Linked DNA regions of Pan troglodytes: region 1 is linked to region 2. A link is a contact called in public Hi-C data. All regions are on one chromosome and are shown on one strand. Each heading gives the region's core, a stretch centred on a gene start, on an enhancer-like site or on the middle of the called end of the contact. The rest is flanking DNA. Distances are from core to core; before and after follow the strand shown. Region 1 holds the start of NHLRC1 (NHL repeat containing E3 ubiquitin protein ligase 1). Region 2 holds the start of KIF13A (kinesin family member 13A).

Region 1 (5,005 bases), core at 2,293-4,792, 130 kb before region 2:
GCATGGGATGAATACCAAGTGGCCAGTGGGAAACCTCTAGGCAGTATTTGGACCCCAGAAGATTCTGTAACCAGGGCCCTTGAGCCACTGCTCAGCCAGGTCCCACCCTGTGGAGCACTTTCATTTTCAATAAATCTCTGCTTTTGTTACTTCATTCTTTCTCTGCTTTGCTGTGCATTTTGTCCAATTCTTTGTTCAAAAAGCCAAGAACCTGGACAACTTGTAGTCAAACCTTCTACTGGTAACAGTGTCACTAAATATTTTTCAAAAGCAAGATTTTTAAATAGCTGTATAATGTTGTAATGTGGCAGTACAATTATTATTTAGTCTTTCTCCTGCTATTAGAGTCAGCATTCATTCAGCAATTTAAGTACTATTGGGTGTGCTAGCAGATAAAGGTTTATTGATTATTGAAGATAATCCTTTTCTCAGGCATCACAGGTTGTAGGGGTAGGGACTGAACATTGAACTTTATATGGTATGGCTGTCTTAGGGGTACAGGCAGGGAGCTGTCAGCTTATAAGTGGTCATTTAAACCATGAGGAAGTGAAGATGGCATTGCTCAGGGAAACAGGTAGGAAGCTAAGAGAAAAAGACTGAAGGTGGCACCCTGAGGAACACTCAATTGCATTGAACTTGAGATGCACTCAAATCTCTAGATCCCCATTTCCAAACATACATCTCCACTCATTTTTGTATGGACTTACTCAAAAAATTCAAAAACAGCCATTCTTCCTCTTGCCACCACATCCCTCACCCCTGAGATGCCAAGAACATGGAGCTTAAAAATTAGAGTGGTGGTCAGAGATGCCCCTGGGAGGAGGGCAAGGCTGGAAGCAAAGCCCATTCTATGTGGCTTGTTCATCTTCCTTTCCCTTACATCATTGTCAGGTAGTCTGAGTTGTAATTGGATTATTAAACTTGTTCTGGGATTCCTTCTAAACTGCATGTGTCTGGCACATTTGCCCCACCTGCACAACCAGGAGCCCACCTGTCTAAGCACTGACTGCCCCTAACTCATGCTCCCCCTGTGCTCTCCTCTCTGCTGGAACCATCCTGAGCTGGGTCACCACTCTCCTTCCACTATAGTATGGTACTTTTTCATAGGGCAGCCATTGACCACTTTGGAAACTAGACGTTCTGCTCTTCAAGCCCTTTGCCCTCACAACTCTCAGGGCTTGTTCTAGGTGGAAGCAGGAAAAGATGGGCATGCTAGTCCAGGACCCTCTATAGAAGGAATATCGGAGGGAAGCACAGGGTAAATCCATGGAGGCCCAGCCATGGAGGAGGAAATGACAGTCATAGGAAATGCCAAATGTCAGAGTGAGATTCAAGACATATTTGTTATTAATCAATTATGCAATGATGTGATTGCATAAATAATGTGATTTTAGTTGGTTGTTTATTTGGGATGGAAATGTAGTCATAAATTATTAAGTTGGTTATTGTGTCCCAGTACACAATCTTTGAGTCAAATGACATTTGATTAGAAAATGTTCTTTCTTGTCTTACATTAAAGCTCTTTCCAGGGGCCTCAACAGGGGATAAAATATTGTGTTTTCTCAGAAATCTAGCAAATCAGAAGGTGAATGTTCATGATTATTATCTCTAAAGGAAAAGAAATTCTCTAATAAAAGGTTTTGTTAAGCACAATGTTCACATAAGACATTTGAGGGAGAACCCCTTAAAAATAAGAGATTAGGGCCTGGCACGGTGGCTCATGCCTGTAATCCTAGCACTTTGGGAGGCTGACGCGAAAGGTCAGAAGTTTGAGACCAGCCTGGCCAACATGGTGAAACCTCATCTCTACTAAAAATACAAAACTTAGCCAGGCATGGTCACGGGTGCCTGTAATCCCAGCTACTCAGGAGGCTGAGGTGGGAGAACCGCCTGAACCCAGGAGGTGGAGGCTGCAGTGAGCCGAGATCGCGCCACTGCACTCCAGCCTGGTGACAGAGCAAGACTCTGTCTAAAAAAGAAAAAAAAAAAGAAAGAAAAAGAAAAATGAGAGATTATAATACCACAATGGATTCTTCACACAGATTATGCTATCCCTTGTTTGAAGATTTTCCAACATATGGCAAATTCTCTTTGTTTTTGGTCTTAACTGAGATTGCAAAAACTGAACTTAGTGTCATTTGAAGGAATTATTATAATGCAGTGTTTCTCAAACTTGGCTGTACCTTATAATCACCTGGGGAGCTTTTATAAATCCCAGCTGTCCAGACCACACCATGGGCCAATTAAACTTTTCGGGTGCGACCCAGGTGTTTACCATGTGCAAAGAAGTTTGAAAATGACTAAAATAGGTAACTCTGAAGTCAAACTGCCTGGCTTCAAATTCCAGGCCAGCCACTTCCTAGCCATGTGACCCTGGGCAAGATATTTGATTTCTATGAATTCTATCAGAAAAAAAGACAATAAAAATAACATATTTTTGTAGGATTGCTATGAGGTTTAAACAAGATAATCTATGTAGATTATTTATTAATTTGCTGCAAAAGCATCATGGTTTTGCCATTAAAAGTGATGGCAAACACTGCGAATCCTTTTCACCAACCTAACACAACGGGGCAGGCGTATGTGAATTCTATAGGCTGGGCACAGTGGCTCACACCACCAGCACTTTGGGAGGCCAAGGGGTGGGGAGGAATGTGAACAATTTTCACAAGTTCAAGACCAGCCGAGGCAACATAGTGAGACCTCCTCTCTACAAAAAAATTAAAAAATTAGCCTAGTGTGATGGTGCATGCCTGTAGTCCCAGCTACTGAAGTGGGAGGATTGCTTGAGCCTGGGAGATGGAGGCTGCAGTGAGCTGTGATCGTGCCCCTGCACTCCAGCCTGGGTGACAGAGTGAGACTTTGTCTTAGAAAACAAAAAAATGAAGTTCTATGGTAATTATTATTAACTAACAGCTTTCTTATTTCATATTAATTACTCTGCAAGACACTTCCAACATGGTTCCCCCATCTGACACTCATTCACCTCGTTGATTTTTTTGTTGTTGTTCTATAACATTCATTCATGCACAAATTCATTTTACAAGTATGTGTTCATCTAACATTGACTTAACTATGAGTATGATAGAAGACACAAAAGAAATACACACATCTGCCTCACCTCCCTTGGAGTTTATCTTCTCTCGTGTGTTCGTTCGTGTTTTCCGGTTCAGATCATAAGCATCATGAGCTAAGGGACCATGTTTTATGCCCGGACAGCCGTAGCACCCGGCGCTGCGGATTGGAGACAGTGCTAGGCACCCGGGCTGGAAGACTGGGTTCTAGTTCTTGTTTTGCCGCTTACAGGCTGGGTAACAGGGAGCAATCCTGTTGTCCTCAAATAGGTGTGTTTCCTCATCTGAAAGTGTACACAGTCCATCCATGACTGCTGTGACGATTACAGGTCTACACAACGCGCATGTGGATTTGTCTTGCAAACGTCCACGACCAGGCCCTCAGGAAACAGTGCCGCGTGTGCCCACCAAGGGGCAGCAGATCGCAGTGCAGAGGCCCGCGGCGCTCGACGTCAGGGCGCACGTCCCACCCCGTGACCATGACTGTGACCGTGACCGAGAGCGTCGCTGGGGCACGGCCAGGCGGCGCGGCGGGAGTGCACAGGACCCGCCATGGCGGCCGAAGCCTCGGAGAGCGGACCAGCGCTGCATGAGCTCATGCGCGAGGCGGAGATCAGCCTGCTCGAGTGCAAGGTGTGCTTTGAGAAGTTTGGCCACCGGCAGCAGCGGCGCCCGCGCAACCTGTCCTGTGGCCACGTGGTCTGCCTGGCCTGCGTGGCCGCCCTGGCGCACCCGCGCACTCTGGCCCTCGAGTGCCCATTCTGCAGGCGAGCTTGCCGGGGCTGCGACACCAGCGACTGCCTGCCGGTGCTGCACCTCATAGAGCTCCTGGGCTCGGCGCTTCGCCAGTCCCCGGCCGCCCACCGCGCCGCCCCCAGCGCCCCCGGAGCCCTCACCTGCCACCACACCTTCGGCGGCTGGGGGACCCTGGTCAACCCCACCGGACTGGCGCTTTGTCCCAAGACGGGGCGTGTCGTGGTGGTGCACGACGGCAGGAGGCGTGTGAAGATTTTTGACTCAGGGGGAGGATGCGCGCATCAGTTTGGAGAGAAGGGGGACGCTGCCCAAGACATTAGGTACCCTGTGGATGTCACCATCACCAACGACTGCCATGTGGTTGTCACTGACGCCGGCGATCGCTCCATCAAAGTGTTTGATTTTTTTGGCCAGATCAAGCTTGTCATTGGAGGCCAATTCTCCTTACCTTGGGGTGTGGAGACCACCCCTCAGAATGGGATTGTGGTAACTGATGCGGAGGCAGGGTCCCTGCACCTCCTGGACGTCGACTTCGCGGAAGGGGTCCTTCGGAGAACTGAAAGGTTGCAAGCTCATCTGTGCAATCCCCGAGGGGTGGCAGTGTCTTGGCTCACCGGGGCCATTGCGGTCCTGGAGCACCCCCTGGCCCTGGGGACTGGGGTTTGCAGCACCAGGGTGAAAGTGTTTAGCTCAAGTATGCAGCTTGTCGGCCAAGTGGATACCTTTGGGCTGAGCCTCTACTTTCCCTCCAAAATAACTGCCTCCGCTGTGACCTTTGATCACCAGGGAAATGTGATTGTTGCAGATACATCTGGTCCAGCTATCCTTTGCTTAGGAAAACCTGAGGAGTTTCCAGTACCGAAGCCCATGGTCACTCATGGTCTTTCGCATCCTGTGGCTCTTACCTTCACCAAGGAGAATTCTCTTCTTGTGCTGGACACAGCATCTCATTCTATAAAAGTCTATAAAGTTGACTGGGGGTGATGGGCTGGGGTGGGTCCCTGGAATCAGAAGCACTAGTGCTGCCATTAATGAATTGTTTAACCCTGGATAAGTCACTTAAACTCATCTATCCAGGCAGGGATAATTAAAGCCATCTGGCAGACTTACAAAGCTTGGGACAGTTATTGGAGATTAATCTACCATTTATTGAATGCATACTCTGTGCAAGGAAA
Region 2 (4,988 bases), core at 1,281-3,780:
CTGGAGGTTATGGCTTGTACATACCTTTTTGGGAGTTACAAATTCAACCCTCTACAATTCCCACTGATAGAAACTACCAGAGCAATGGCTTAGCATAGGGATGGTATCTTGCTTGTGAAAAGGTCCTGGATAAAGAATTTCAGGAATGGTGGGAGGTAATATTAAACAGAGAGGTTTTTTGTTTGTTTGCTTGTTTTTGAGGTGGAGTTTGGCTCTTGTTGCCCAGGCTGTAGTGCAACGGTGTGATCTTGGCTCACCGCAACCTCCGCCTCCCAGGTTCAAGTGATTCTCCTGCCTCAGCCTCCCAAGTAGCTGGGATTACAGGCATGTGCCATCACGCCTGGCTAATTTTGTATTTTTAGTGGAGACAGGGTTTCTCCATGTTGGTCCGGCTGGTCTCGGACTCCCGACCTCAGGTGATCTGCCAGCCTCGGCCTCCCAAAGTGCTGGGATTACAGGCGTGAGCCACCGTGCCCGGCCTGAGAGTTTTTTGAACAATAGAATACCATGCACGATTAAAGGATAAAATTTTAATTTTGTGAAAAATCAGTCTGGAAGCTGGATTTAGGAGTGATTAGAGGAGGCAAAGCTAGGAGGGTTAACAGGATGTCTCAGCAGCCCAAAAGTGAAGAGGTAAGCACAGACCTAGATTCTTAGCCTCAGAGGGCTGGAAATTTCACCTCTTTCTGAGCAGCAGCTGAGAGCCTGTAGCCTAAAGCCTACAACAGTGTTTGTAACATAGTAGGGCGCTCAGAACACATGTGTTGAACAAGTGAATGGACAGGTAAAGTGAGATTGCAGCAGCAGGAATGGAGAGGAGGAAAGATGCAACAGGCCCTTCAGAGGTGGACTGAGATAGCTGGCTCTACAATAAGGTGGGGCTGAAGTATTTGTCCTTCAGTGTACACAGGGGACTGGTTCCAGGAACATCCAAAACCATGCATACTCAAGTCCCACAGTCAGCTCTGCAGAACCCACAAATAGGAAAAGTTGGATCTCTCAGTTTTGAACCTGCCAAATACTGTCTTTTCTTTTTTCTCCCTTTTTTTTTTTTTGAGACAGGGTCTTGCTTTGTTGCCTAGGCTGGAGTGCAGTGGTGCGAACATGGCTCACTGCAGCCTCAACCTTCCAGGCTCAAGTGATCCTCCCACCTCAGCCTCTCCAGTAACTAAGACTACAGGCACCTGCCACCATGCCCGGCTATTTTTTAAATTTTTATGTTTGGCAAGATGGGGTTTCTTTACATTGCCCAGGCTGGTCTCGAACTCCTGGCCTCAAGTGATCCTCCCGCCTCGGCCTCCCAAAGTGTTGGGATTACAGGCGTAAGGCACTGTGCCAGAGCACGAATACTGTATTTTCAATCAGACTTTGGTTGAAAAAAAGCCACGTGTAAGTGGACTCGTGCAGTTCAAACCCGTGTTGTTCGAGGGTCAAGCGTAGCATCACCTCGGTTGGAGGCGGACGGACCCCTCTCCTAGCACCTGCCGTACACTGTCTAGCATAATAAGTCTCCACGCCCTCTCTTCCACCTTAGCGTGTGCCTCTGCATCATGCTATTCATGTTTCTGTGTGTCCTCAACAGCACCCTGCACACAGTAAAACCTCAATGCATCTTCCAATAAGTGGATTTCTAGATTTAAGCAAAATCGAAAGATTCCTGGATCTAAACTCTGGATTTTTGACTTCTGTACGCTTCAAAATGCCTGGCACTCGGTGAGCGCCCCTTAAGCACTTGTTGAACCAAACAGAATAAATCGGATTCGCCCAGTTCCGCCCTGGCAGGGAGGTCTGCATTTGGCAGGATGACAGAATCCATTGCTATTAAATTCTTATGTAAGAGTTAATGGCCCTCCCAGCCCACTTGACATCCCTCCCGAGACAAGAGAGGCCGGGAAAGGAAGGGAGAGCACTATTTACAAACATACACTGTTTCGGTGGTGGATTCACAGATTCATTTCTAGTCTCGGTTCACCACAGAGATCTTAAAATACCGCTGCAGGCTCCGTGTGGGACAGAGGGGGCGGCGTGCCGGGACTCGGAGGGGAAGGCCTGCGCACCCAGCGCGGCGAGCCGTGGTCCTTGCTGCCGTCCCGGGGCTCCGGGTGGCAGCGGCCCCAGAAGGCGGCTCGAGCTCACGGCGGTGTCCGGGGGGGGGCCCCGCGGGCGCCGGTGCAGGCTTGGCCTGGGAGGTCCCCTGGGGAAACAATGCGTCCCGCCCCGGACTCCAGCCTCCCCTAAGCGCCGCGCTGCTCGCCGCTCCTCTCACTGCCGTCCCGCCGCTCCAGGGGGCGCCGCGCGTGGCCGTGTCCGGCCTCTCCCGAGCCCCGGCGGGTGACGGGCGTGGAACATGGCGGCGCGGGGCCCCGGGCAGCCGCGAGGGGCCGCGGCGCTGCGGTCTCGGCTGGGGCGGCGCGGCTAGAACTGCGCCTGGGCCCGCCGGCGAGGCCTCCTCCCCGCCCGCCGCCGCCGCCGCCGCCGCCGCGCCCCGCCCCGCGCGCCCGCCCCTCCCCGGGCCGCGGCCGTGCCCCGCGTCGCGCTCCCCCGGGATGGCCCGCGCGCCTCGGCGCTGCCTCTCGGAGCTCACGGCGGAGCGGCGGCGGCCGCGCTCGAGGGGCGCGCGGCTGCAGCGGCGGCGGCGCCGCGCGTGAGGGGCCGCCTAAGGCCGAGCGGGCGCGGCGAGCGGCCGGGCGAACGCAGCCAACATGTCGGATACCAAGGTAAAAGTTGCCGTTCGGGTCCGGCCCATGAACCGACGAGGTGAGGAGCTTTCCGCTCTTTTTTATTTCTGCTCGGGCTGAGGGCGGGGGCAACTTTAGAAACTGCGGGGCCGGGACGGCGAGAGCGCGGCCGGGGCCGGGGGGACGGGGCGGAGGCGGCGTCCGCGCTGGCCGTGGTGCCCGGGGCGCCGTCTCCAGGCTCGGCCGCCTCCAGGGACGGAGCCCCGCTCGGCGCGGCTGGCGGGCGGGCGGGCTGGAGGCGCGGATGCTGGACTTTGCAACGTCCCTTTCTCTCTGCTTTCAGAACTGGAACTGAACACCAAGTGCGTGGTGGAGATGGAAGGGAATCAAACGGTCCTGCACCCTCCTCCTTCTAACACCAAACAGGGAGAAAGGTAAAGCGGGTTCCGAGAGGGCGGCTGGGAGGATCCAGCCTCGCGGGGTCCTGCAAGTTTGAGCCAGGAAAATGGGAGTGCTCTTTCCTATTGTTAGGAGGACGGCTTTAAGTTTGTCGCCCGCTCCTGTTTGAAGCTGTTGCAAGTCCAAGTTCCTCTCCTCCCTCGCCCCCCTTCCCCTCCATCTAGAGCGGCGGCAGGCAGGGCACCCTGGCCACAGCACCAGTCAGCTGAGCCCGGGCGGGCTGCGAGGCACCCGGGAGGGAGAGGGCCGGATGGGACCCCATAGGTGATTCATCCAGCGGCCACATTTTACAGACAGGAAAACTGAGGCCCGAGGCGGGCAGGTGACCAGCCCACGACCTCATTGTTCGTGGAGCCCAGTGTTCGTGATTCTTTTCATCACTGCAGGGTTTGTTTCCTTTGGCAGAATTGTTTAGGGACAGTGTGTCTAAAATGGGAGGAAAAAATAAAGCAAAAGTCTTGTACGATGTAGACTCAGGCTGGACTAGTTAATATCTATTTTAGTTGTTGTTGCTGAGTTGAGATAATGCCTCAATGTAATGCGCGAATTTTGATTTTCAAAGAAACAAAAGTAGGGCCCTGAACTGTATAGACACTGAGGGATGTTTAAAAAGGGGCTGTATTTACTAGATGGCAACATATTTGCATTTGAAAAGTGGTAACTGTTGGATCCTTATTAATTCCGTTCTGTTCCATGCAGCAGTATGGGATAATGCTCCAAAATAATTTGAATATTTGGCATTTTTCTAGTAAGCCTCTGAGAAGAAATCGGTTGGAATTCATTCAATATAATAACGCAGTAGCTAGTAAATATATACATGTGAAAAAACGGGAGAGTTTACAATATTAATTTTCATTGGAAATGAATATGAGTTTGTGTTTCCACGAATCACCTGTTGATCGATGGAATACAATTTAGTGAATTTCCTTCTTCAGAGATTTTCACTGAAGAGAGACTCTGAAGCAGGGTTTGTGACATTATTGCTTAGAGAAGCAATGCCTCCATTCTATAATGTGTGGTGTTCAAGCTCAGTTTTGCCAAATTTGGGGAAAGAAATCATGAGGCGATAAGATTGGGGATTCTTTGCTTTTCGTGTTGAGCATAGCAGTTTTTATCCAGTTTGCAAACATTCTGCTACCTTTAGCAGATTCTGGTGGTGATATTAAATAGCTAAGCTATATTTAAAATGTTGTGTTTAACACTGAATGTAGTGTTTATTGTACATTGTACTGAATGTTGTCTAGTAATGGATGTATTTTTAGATGCATTTATAGCAGTGTAGATAGTATAGTATATTTCATGGTGATAGTAAGTAAACTCATTGAGTACATTAAATATTTACGGATTAAATTAGATGCCCATATCACCAACGAATGTCCCCTCCCCCCACCCCCCCGCAAACTGCATATTGTTTCGGGAAAAAATTCTGTTGGGTCAGATTCTTGAAAGCAGTCTGGGGGAACAGGTAGAATACTTTTTAGCTCCTGTTGTGTAGCCGCCGCTACTTGTTTTCCTTGCTGGCTTGGCACCTGCTCTTTGTCACTCTTTAACTATAAGCAGTGCGACTGTTAGCTACTGTTTAATGACATAAAGTGTTGTCGTTTGTGAAGAGAAACAGATTTGATTTTGTGGGATTTGGTACAATCTATAACTGTAGACAGTTGGTTCCAAATGCTAAGTAATCAGTTGATCATTTTTCGGGCCGAACCACGTTAGTTACTAATCAGGATCTTTTAGGTAAAGATTTGAAGGGTGATTTTGGGATCTATTCATCTGCTTACTTACGATAGTCCCTTATCTGGAGTTATAAAAATAGCATTGAAATATGGGTACTCTCGTGTTTTGTCCTTC

The links. A called contact is a pair of places that touch in the nucleus more often than the background predicts.
Region 1: a Hi-C map of stem cell-derived neural progenitor cells shows a contact between it and region 2, with 3 times the contacts expected there. The contact joins the promoter of NHLRC1 here to the promoter of KIF13A in region 2. A contact is called at or near these places in 2 of 7 Hi-C or Micro-C datasets (blood and stem cell-derived neural progenitor cells) and 1 of 1 datasets of contacts at active chromatin or transcription factors (stem cell-derived excitatory neurons).

The regions. Positions count from the first base shown.
Region 1 is chr5:24,077,796-24,082,800 of NHGRI_mPanTro3-v2.0_pri, reverse strand. NHLRC1 (NHL repeat containing E3 ubiquitin protein ligase 1) reads left to right here and starts at 3,542. Exons shown (of 1, transcript XM_001170828.7): 1 at 3,542-5,005. The coding sequence starts at 3,627. The coding sequence ends at 4,814.
Region 2 is chr5:23,943,160-23,948,147 of NHGRI_mPanTro3-v2.0_pri, reverse strand. KIF13A (kinesin family member 13A) reads left to right here and starts at 2,530. Exons shown (of 39, transcript XM_054685623.1): 1 at 2,530-2,757; 2 at 3,022-3,112. The coding sequence starts at 2,703.